Regions from separate parts of the Sus scrofa genome. Here regions 1 and 2 are each linked to region 3. Evidence: chromatin contacts called from public HiChIP or PLAC-seq data. All regions are on one chromosome and are shown on one strand. The core of a region is the stretch at or near the end of the contact, and the rest is flanking DNA. Distances in the headings are between cores, read along the strand shown. Region 1 has its middle 140 kb from the start of CHIC2. Region 2 overlaps LNX1 (E3 ubiquitin-protein ligase LNX). Region 3 has its middle 29 kb from the start of LNX1.

Evidence for each region. HiChIP or PLAC-seq counts read pairs in DNA pulled down with a chosen protein or histone mark.
Region 1: an H3K27ac HiChIP or PLAC-seq map of skeletal muscle shows a contact between it and region 3, with 9 times the contacts expected there. The contact joins two enhancer-like sites. A contact is called at or near these places in 9 of 47 Hi-C or Micro-C datasets (embryonic fibroblasts, fetal heart ventricle, heart right ventricle and 3 more) and 1 of 2 datasets of contacts at active chromatin or transcription factors (skeletal muscle).
Region 2: an H3K27ac HiChIP or PLAC-seq map of skeletal muscle shows a contact between it and region 3, with 9 times the contacts expected there. The contact joins two enhancer-like sites. A contact is called at or near these places in 1 of 47 Hi-C or Micro-C datasets (liver) and 1 of 2 datasets of contacts at active chromatin or transcription factors (skeletal muscle).

Annotation. Positions count from the first base shown.
Region 1 is chr8:40,700,996-40,703,745 of Sscrofa11.1, forward strand. No RefSeq gene overlaps it. Among named protein-coding and RNA genes, the nearest start is that of CHIC2, 140 kb to the right of the region's middle. Within about 2 kb of position 1,351, at least 12 of the 83 cell types and tissues checked have an H3K27ac peak or open chromatin away from gene starts, as enhancers often do. A contact at or near this core is called in skeletal muscle, where this site is marked.
Region 2 is chr8:40,265,998-40,268,989 of Sscrofa11.1, forward strand. It overlaps LNX1 (E3 ubiquitin-protein ligase LNX), which reads right to left. Exons shown (of 15, transcript XM_021101221.1): 9 at 2,953-2,992; 10 at 1-227. Among named protein-coding and RNA genes, the nearest start is that of FIP1L1, 110 kb to the left of the region's middle. Within about 2 kb of position 1,669, at least 8 of the 83 cell types and tissues checked have an H3K27ac peak or open chromatin away from gene starts, as enhancers often do. A contact at or near this core is called in skeletal muscle, where this site is marked.
Region 3 is chr8:40,500,428-40,503,288 of Sscrofa11.1, forward strand. No RefSeq gene overlaps it. Among named protein-coding and RNA genes, the nearest start is that of LNX1, 29 kb to the left of the region's middle. Within about 2 kb of position 1,549, at least 19 of the 83 cell types and tissues checked have an H3K27ac peak or open chromatin away from gene starts, as enhancers often do. A contact at or near this core is called in skeletal muscle, where this site is marked.

The sequences.
Region 1 (2,750 bases), core at 101-2,600, 200 kb after region 3:
ACCTGACACAGCACAAGTTCCCTTCGGAGCAGAATGGAGCTGAAGGTCTGTCTCCAGAACTGTCCTGGGAAAGGAAGGACCCAAAGCTGCAGGAACTCGGGCTAAAATTTAAGAACAGAGTGATTCAGTTTGCAGACCACAAACTTGATTTCCTAGAATTTGAAGCCCCAATGAAGTCTCCCCTTTCCCATCAGAACACATCTTTCCTAGGCGCCTTGATGCCTGATTGCATACACAGCAGGTGCACGGACACAGAAGATGATTAATTGATGCACAGAAGCCTCAACAATATGACGTTTAAAGCTTTCAAACCAAATGAAGTGAATTTTTTTTTTCTTTTTAGGGCTGCAAGTGTGGCATATGGAAGTTCCCAGGCTAGGGGTCTAATTGGAGCTGCAGCTGTGCTACAGCCACAGCCACAGCCACAGCAATGCCAGATCCAAGCCTCATCTGTGACCTACACCACAGCTCATGGCAACACCAGATCCTTAACTCACTGAGCGAGGCCAGGGATTGAACCCACACCCTCATGGATACCAGTCGGGTTCTTAACTCACTGAAACACAAGAACTCCCCAAATGAAGTAATTTGCATTCAGGCACAGAGCCAAGAGGGCTCTAACCTGTCCTCATAAGCTCAGGGCCCCCCAGCACCTCTTCTTCCCTCCCCCCGATCTGTGTACCCCGAAGCCCCTCCAAACATAGGCTCACAAGAAAGAAGTCACTACAAATCGTGATTCAGGTCAACCACTCAAAGAGGGCATATAAATTTTTAATTTCCACATAGGCCTTTTAAAAATGTATAAGTCATTCCAAAAACAGAAAGGCCCTTCCCTGCCAGCACTGCTTTGGTCAGTTCAAGTGCTCTGGCAATTTATTCTGTCCACAAAGTCTCTTCCTTCCTATCTCCCAAGACAGTTACAAGAGCTTCATAACCGAATTATTTGAGAAGTTCTCAAGCTACTCAGACGAAACCATCTCTCCCAAGCAAAGGGTTACCCAGTGGGTAGGGAACCTTGGTCCGTTCCTGCTGACACATTGCTTTCTGCCCGGGTTTTATCTTTTGCTCCCTAGTAATCCAAACGGAGCAGAGAAACTGCCAACAACAGATCCTCTTTTCTGCCTTACACCCGCATTTGAGGGGCAGCACGGAACAACCATCATTAAATGGTTTGGGGTGCAAAGCGGTGGCCCTGGGTAAGCTAAACTGTTTGGGACACCAAAATAAAGATGTCCCAGGTTGCTAAAACAGGGTCACACAGGGAACAATTAAAACGGAATTACACACCAAGGTTGACTGAGCCTTACGCACATTCATCCGGAAGAAGCGGCACAAACCCTGGGCGGACGAAAGAGGGCAGTGTTCGCTGCGTCTTTCATTCCAGCTCTTGGCTCTTATCGAAATGCAACTGAGCCAAGAGAAAACTATGCCCAGCATTTCATAACACAGGAAGTGGGGAAGTAGATTAGATATTAGGCTCTGCAGTCACCACAAAATAAGCAGTGCGTTTGTAAAAGTCACTCTTTTCCCCGCGCTGTGAAAGCCTGACCCATGGAGAAATTAGGGGTTCTTTTTTTTTTTTCCTTTTAAATTAAGATGGACTAAACCTCTCAAAGAAAATAAAGGAAGGTGTCATCTTTTTCAAACTCTAACGACGCACAAAGGCTCATTGAGTTCACACCCTTCCTCGTGCAGATGGAGACCAGGTCTGTAGGTTTATCAGTTGCTTCTCTTTGTGCTCAGATTGTATTATCAGCATATGGGGAAAGGGACTCAGATTTTCCTCTCAGGCCAGACTTAGAGAATTTTCAGTCATTTCAAAATAAGATCCACATGCGCCCTGCACATTCAAAAATTAGGTCCTGGCAAGGTTATCCTGTCTCCTGCCTGGGATGTCACCATATTGGGTGGGGCTAGATGCACATTTAGGAGAGGAGTTTCCATGAACGTGTCATTTTACCCAATAAAGGATTACAACCTGAGCATTCAAAAATGCACATCTGGGGAGTTCCCGTTGTGGCTCAGCGGGTTACAAGCCCAACTAGTATCTATGAGGACACAGGTTCCATCCCTGGCTTCACTGAGCGGGTTAAGGATCCGGCGTTGCCTCGAGATGCAGGGTAGGTTGCAGGTGTGGCTTGGATCCCGTGTTGCTGTGGCTGTGGTGTAGGCCGGCTGCTGCAGCTTCGATTCACCCACTAACCTGGGAGCTTCCATAGGCTGCAGGTGCAGCCATAAAAAGCAAACAACAAACAAAGAAACAAAGCACATTTTCCCAACATATCAAGCTATTTTTAACTATATATATATTTTTAACTATATATATAGGTATGTCTGTATGTATATACACATACATATACTGTCTTCTTTTGACAGGGGAGTATTTGTTAATTCCAGATTGATCCCCACATTTTGTTCATATTTTTGAGCTCCTGACATGTGTAAGGTTGTGTGTTGGACACACAAAGGTGAAAAGGACACTCTTCTAGCTTTTCAAAGACTAAGCATCCAGTAAGAAGAAGCAGACAAGGCCGTAAGTAACCATGATACAAGGCAGAATTGAATTCACCAGGAAGAAAAATACAAACAAATGGCAAAAGGAGAGGGTGTATTCATTTGGAGCAGAGGGCCAAAGGGAAACATCATAAAAGAAAAAGCCTTTGCACTGAGCCCTGAAGAGCAGGCAGGTTTCCAAAGGCAGATGGATGGTGGATGCTCAGACAAGAGGATGCCAGGCATCCTCTGAGCTA
Region 2 (2,992 bases), core at 419-2,918, 230 kb before region 3:
TCCACCCTGCGCACCAGTTTTATGCCAAGCTGCTCGTCGGGGCTGCTTTTGTTGAGGATCACATGGAAACTGTCATCCCGGGGCCCGTAGGTGTCCAGGGGCGGCGTGTCATTCCTACTCCGGAACTTCTGCTCCCGCAGCACTGTCAGGCGCAGCACATGGCACGGCTGCCGCAGGAGGCGCAGGGCGTAGCTGTGACGCACGTTGCTGATGTCCATCCCATTGACCTGCCGGAAGGGGCCCTCAGAATCTGGAGTGACCGAGCCATCAGCACCACCCCCTGCAACCCTGCCTAAAAGGCCAGCCCACAGATCACCAGGGCCCTTCCTGAAGGACCGCTCTGCTGTCACCTTAACCTCTGTCCAAACGTCCAGATAACCCCCATCATCCCACAGGGTTCCTAACTCCGTTTTCCTTGGGTGTTACCTGCACACCTTTTCAAATCTCTCAGTAGACACCATCTTTCTTCAGCCCTGTCCCTACACAGGCCCTCACATTTATTTATACAGTCCTAACTCTCATTTCTGGTGCTGGCTAAACTGACGTTTTCATCTAGAGGGGGCAAGAAAAAGGAAAAAGTGGGAAAAGGCAAAAGAAGGAAAGAAAAAGTCCCATTGACCTCCAATAATTATATTAAACTTGCTGTTCAATTCCAACTGAGTTGACATTTTTTTTTTCCAAATATCTCCAAAGGACTTTTTCCTCCCTGGGTCACGCGTACTGGAACTTCGCCACCCCGCTACTCTGTGTGTGTGTGTGTGTGTGTGTGTGTGTGTGTATTGGAGGGTGGATGTGTGTGTACATGAATACATTTGTATTGGCAAGTGTGTGAATGTGTATGAAAGGTCGTAATCTGTGTGTGTGTGTATGTGTGTGTGTGCGTGTGTGCACGCCCATGGGGGGGATGTGTGTGTACATGTATTGGCAAACGTGCAATGAGTGTGAAAAGGTGTGACTGTGTGCATGTGCCTGTGTGAAGTCTCAAAGTACTCGCCTCCAAGGTCTTTTGCTCATGTTCTCGACAGAAGAAAACAGCTCTGCGCTATTTCAAACACTGATGTGAATGGAAACTTCTAGACTCTTTTACTGAAAGTCTGGATCACACTCTCTTAAGCTACTTAAATGTCCGTCAGCTTGGCCCTCTCAGTTGTCCTTCACTAAGGACCTGCAGGGCTGATGCTGCGAGAGGCTTTCGGGTTTGAATTACTCCAAGCAGGCTCAGCCTGAGGGCTTCAGCTCCCAGTGGTGGTTGAGGCTTGGGGAGAAAATTTCCCAGCAGCACTGCACTCTGTGCTTACGGGAGGAGGCCCTACAGAAGAGAAACAACCTTCTTGGATTTCTGTGGTTTGGTAAGATTTCTTGTCCTTGCGGCCAACTGAGCCTTGGAGGGGGATTTTCATGGGCCATCCTGCTGCTGCATCTCCAGGGCTGGAGGGAGGCTCCCGTGCGCACAGACAAAGCTCCCCCCTTTGTCCAGGCACAGGTGAGCTCTCCTCCCCTTCCTCCTGTGTCTGGCTTGTTTCCCCCCTCACACTCAGACCACGAGAAAATCAGGGTCGCCTGCAAAACCGTCCTGGCTGCTCTTTTGCCGGCAAGCGCCAGTGGAAGGCCATAGGGATCACGATGTTTTCATTATGCGAGCCTCCCCCACAGCAGAGTTTCCATAGAACTGGGAGGAAGCCATGCAGAGTGTCGCTGCTTGAACGCTGACGGTCCCTTGTGGTGAATGGGCCCTGCCTCGAACTCCACCTCGGAGGCCAGCGGGACTATCAGTGTTTCTCCAACGACCACTTGAAATTCTTTCTCCTCTTAGTCCAAAGAATAAGAATTGCTTTGCCAGAGGAACAGCTCATGCTGTGTCAGGAGCTGGCCCCTCAGTAACCCTGAAGGGATGGATGAAACTGTCATCTGAGTATCAGACAGGAAATATATGACCAAGTGAGGGGGATTTCTTATCACTCTTGGCACACATTGGACTTCTGTCTGATAAACAGCTCTTCCTCTATCCTTTCTCTTCTTCTGAAAATTCCTCCTTCACATCCTCCCCTCCACCAAGTCTCAGGGAATAGTAAGGCGTTCTGTTCCCCCCTCCACCTGTCTCCTCTGGAAGGTCTGTGGGTTGGCAGGGATCGCTTGGGGTCTTGGGTTTTTTTTGTGTTTTTTTTTTGTTTTGTTTTGTTTTCATAAAGAGACATCAAGTTATAGGAAATTTATTTTAGAAGGGTGTGTGAATGTGAGGGATTAGATAAAATGCAAAATGTTCCATTAATATGCCCTAAAAAATTTTTTTTTGTCTTTTTCGGGCTGTACCCATGGCACATGGAGCTGTAGCCGCCAGCTTATGCCACAGCCACAGCAATATCAGATCCGAGCCATATCTGCAACCGACATCACAGCTCATGGCCACACCAGATCCTTGACCCACTGAGTGAGGCCAGGATTTGAACCCACGTCCTCGTGGATCCTGGTCGGGTTTGTTTCCTCTGAGCCATGATGCGAACTCCCCTAAAAACAACTGAAGAAGATCTATGCTCCAGTTTTATATTGTTTTATGTTGTTGCTACTTAAAGTAGGAGGAAGTGGTGGGGGGAAGAGGAGGAGGAGGAGACGAAGGAAGAGATAAGGAGGGGGAGGAGAGATAAGGGAGGGGAGACAGGAGAAGGGAGATGGAGGAAGACAGACAAAATGATACAGAGACAGTACTTATACAGAGAGAGAAGGAGAGAGCAAAAGAACAAGAAGGACAGAAGGGCAAAGACTGATCTCAAATCACAAATCTTGTAAGAAGAGTCATATAACATAATAACTATGGAAAGTGACGGTTCCACATTTAATGAGTGTGTTACCCATCCATCCATTCAACCATCCATTCAACCATCCGTCCGTCCATCCATCCATCCATCTTCTCTAAAGTGACTTTTATTAAGAAGGCTCCAAAGCCATGGTCTCTACCTTTAGGATGATGTCTCCTGGCAGTAGCCGGCCGTCTCTG
Region 3 (2,861 bases), core at 299-2,798:
CATAACCCAACCATGCTGGCACCCTATCTCAGACTTCTAGGCTCCAGAACTGTGAGAGATTGGTTCTCTGTTGTTTACACTGTGCAGTCTGTACTATTTTGTTATGGCAGCTACAGCGGACTAAGATGGGGAGATTGGGCATGAGCAAGGTACTGACCAGACAAAGGAAATTTTCAGTGAGTGAAGGAAATATTCTGTATCTTGATCTGACTAGCAGTTACGTGGGTAGATACAGAGCTAAACAGATTTTGCAAACTGTCCATTTAAGATGTGCATATTTTTATGGATGTACATTTTACTTAAACTTAAAAAAGTCTTTCTGGAGTTCCCATTGTGGCACAGTGGAAACAAAGCCAACTAGTGACCATGAGGTTGTGGGTTTGATCCCCGGCCTCACTCAGTGGGAGAGTTAAGGATCTGGTGCTGCCATGAGCTACGGTGTAGTTTGAAGATGAGGCTCGGATCCCTAGTTGCTGTGGCTCTGGCAGAGGCCGGCGGCTATAGCTCCAATTTGACCCCTAGCCTGGGAACCTCTATATGCTGCAGGTGCGGTCCCTAAAAAAGCAAATAAATAAATATATGTCTTTCTTACTCCTACCCTTCCCAATTGCTGTATTCAGGCTGCTGTAACAAAACACCTTAGACCTGGTGGCTAATAAACAACAGGCAGTTATTTCTCACAGTTCTGGAGGCTGGAAGTCTGAGATCATAGAATTAGTATAAATGTTCTGGGTTGCAGATCTCTTGAGTGGAATCCTCATGTGGTGAAGGGAGGGATCTCTCTGGAGTCCCTCTATCAGGGCACTAATCCCATTCACGAGCGCTTCACCCCCATGATGTCATCACCTTCCAAAGGCCCCACCTCCTAAATACCATCTCTTTGGGAGTCAGGATTTCCACATATGAATTTTAGAGGGACACAAACCTTTAGATCTCAGCACCAAGGGGATCTGTGTTTCAAAAAGATACGAAAATAGTCCTAGTGCTTTGGAGCAAGGCTGGTGGGAGGGAAATTGACATGTATTATTTATGTCTGATGGATTTATATGCATTTTTGCATGTAATAAATAACTGAGGGGATTATGCAACTTGCCCTAGATGGCGGCAGTACCAAATGGCAGAGCTGGATTTGGGCCCAGGCTGGGTTGCCCTGGGCCCTACCCCTTTCCCTCAGCACCAGCTCTGAGAGTGAACATGTTCAGCCAAGTTCATGTGCAGGAAGGATACCCTGAAGCATCTGAGGCTACAGAGTGGGCAGAAGCCTGGGGTCAGGAGGCCGACTATGGGGCATGGAGCCTGAGTCCCCCCACTTCCCCACCACCCCTCGGCCGAGGGACACCCAGCCTGCGCTACCCTGAAGAAAGGGAGCTGAGCAAGGGTGACAGGAAAGAGCAAGCAGTGCAGACCAGCAGCTCCAGGAGGGGAGCTGCACCACCCTCTGGGCAGCCGGGCCAAGAACAACAGGAAGCTCCTGCCACACCCCTGCTCGCTGCAGCCCTGGCCTGGAAACTGGGGTCATTTTTCTCCAAAGGGCCTTCTGCAGATGTTACATAAACAAAACCTCCATTGACTCCAGCCTGGGCCTGGCCTAAAATAGCTCACGGGCTGTCCCCCGACCCTGCAGTTTCTCTACCATCCCTCAAGATCCCCCGTGAGGGTGAGCTGCCTTCCCCATGACCTCATGTGCGGACTTCACCCTAAAGCATCCCCTAGAGGGTTCCCAGGGCAGCAAAAGGAGGGGTCCTTCTGTTTCCCCTGGCCAGCCTCCCCCAGTGCTCTAAGGTCATGGATGACGACTGGGCCAAGAACACATCTCTCTCCCCAGCGAGGCAGGAAGCAAGTTCCAAGAGACAGCTGGGTTGGGTGGCTGCACATTGGCCCGGTCTCTCTCTGTCTCTCTCTCCCGCCTTTGTAGGATGGAGTTTGAGTGAGATCCCAAGAGCAGTACTCCAGATAAGAGCGTGAGGTTTCTGACAGAGAAACGCAAATATAAGTAAGATAACTTATATGTGGAATGTAATTTAAAATGATACAAAAGAACTTATTTACAAAATAGAAAGAGACTCACAGGCTTTGAAATCAAATTTATGGTTACCAAAGGGAAAACATGAGGGGATTATAAATTATGAAGTTGGACTTAACATAGATACACTATTGTATATAAAATAGATAACTAACAAGGACCTGCTGTATAGCACAGGGAACTGCACTCAATCCTCTGTAATAACCTATATGGGAAAAGAATCTGAAGAGAGTGGATATATGTATATGTATGGCTGATTCACTTTGCTGTACACCCAAAACTAACATAATATTGTAAGTTAACTATCCTCCAGTACAATTAAAACAAACAAACAAACAAAAAAAAGAGCATGAGGTTTCCTTGCCAGGGTTTCCTTTTTTTTTTTTTTTTTTTTTTTTTTTCCAACAACATATGGGAGTTCCCAGGCTAGGGGTAGGATTGGAGCTACAGCTACCAGTCTACACCACAGCCACAGCAACACCAGATTGAGCGTGTCTGTGATCTACACCACAGCCCACGGCAACACCTGATCCTTAACCCAATAAGCGGAGCCAGGCATTGAACTGAGTCCTCATGGATACTCGTCGGGTTCATTACCACTGAGCCACTACGGGAACTCCTTCTTGTCAGGGATTCATCTTGAGCTTGCTTTAGTGACTGACCCCTCTGCTCCTAACTCTTTCTCTGAGCTCCTGTAAGCTCCCTGACCCTGTTTACTCTTCTTCCTTTTGCAGCAAACCCTTCCATCGGTGCACATCTGGGGATTCCCGGGGCTGTGACACAGCGTGGGGTCACCCTCAGCTTCACCACCCCAGCACAGGCCCCTGAGTACATATTA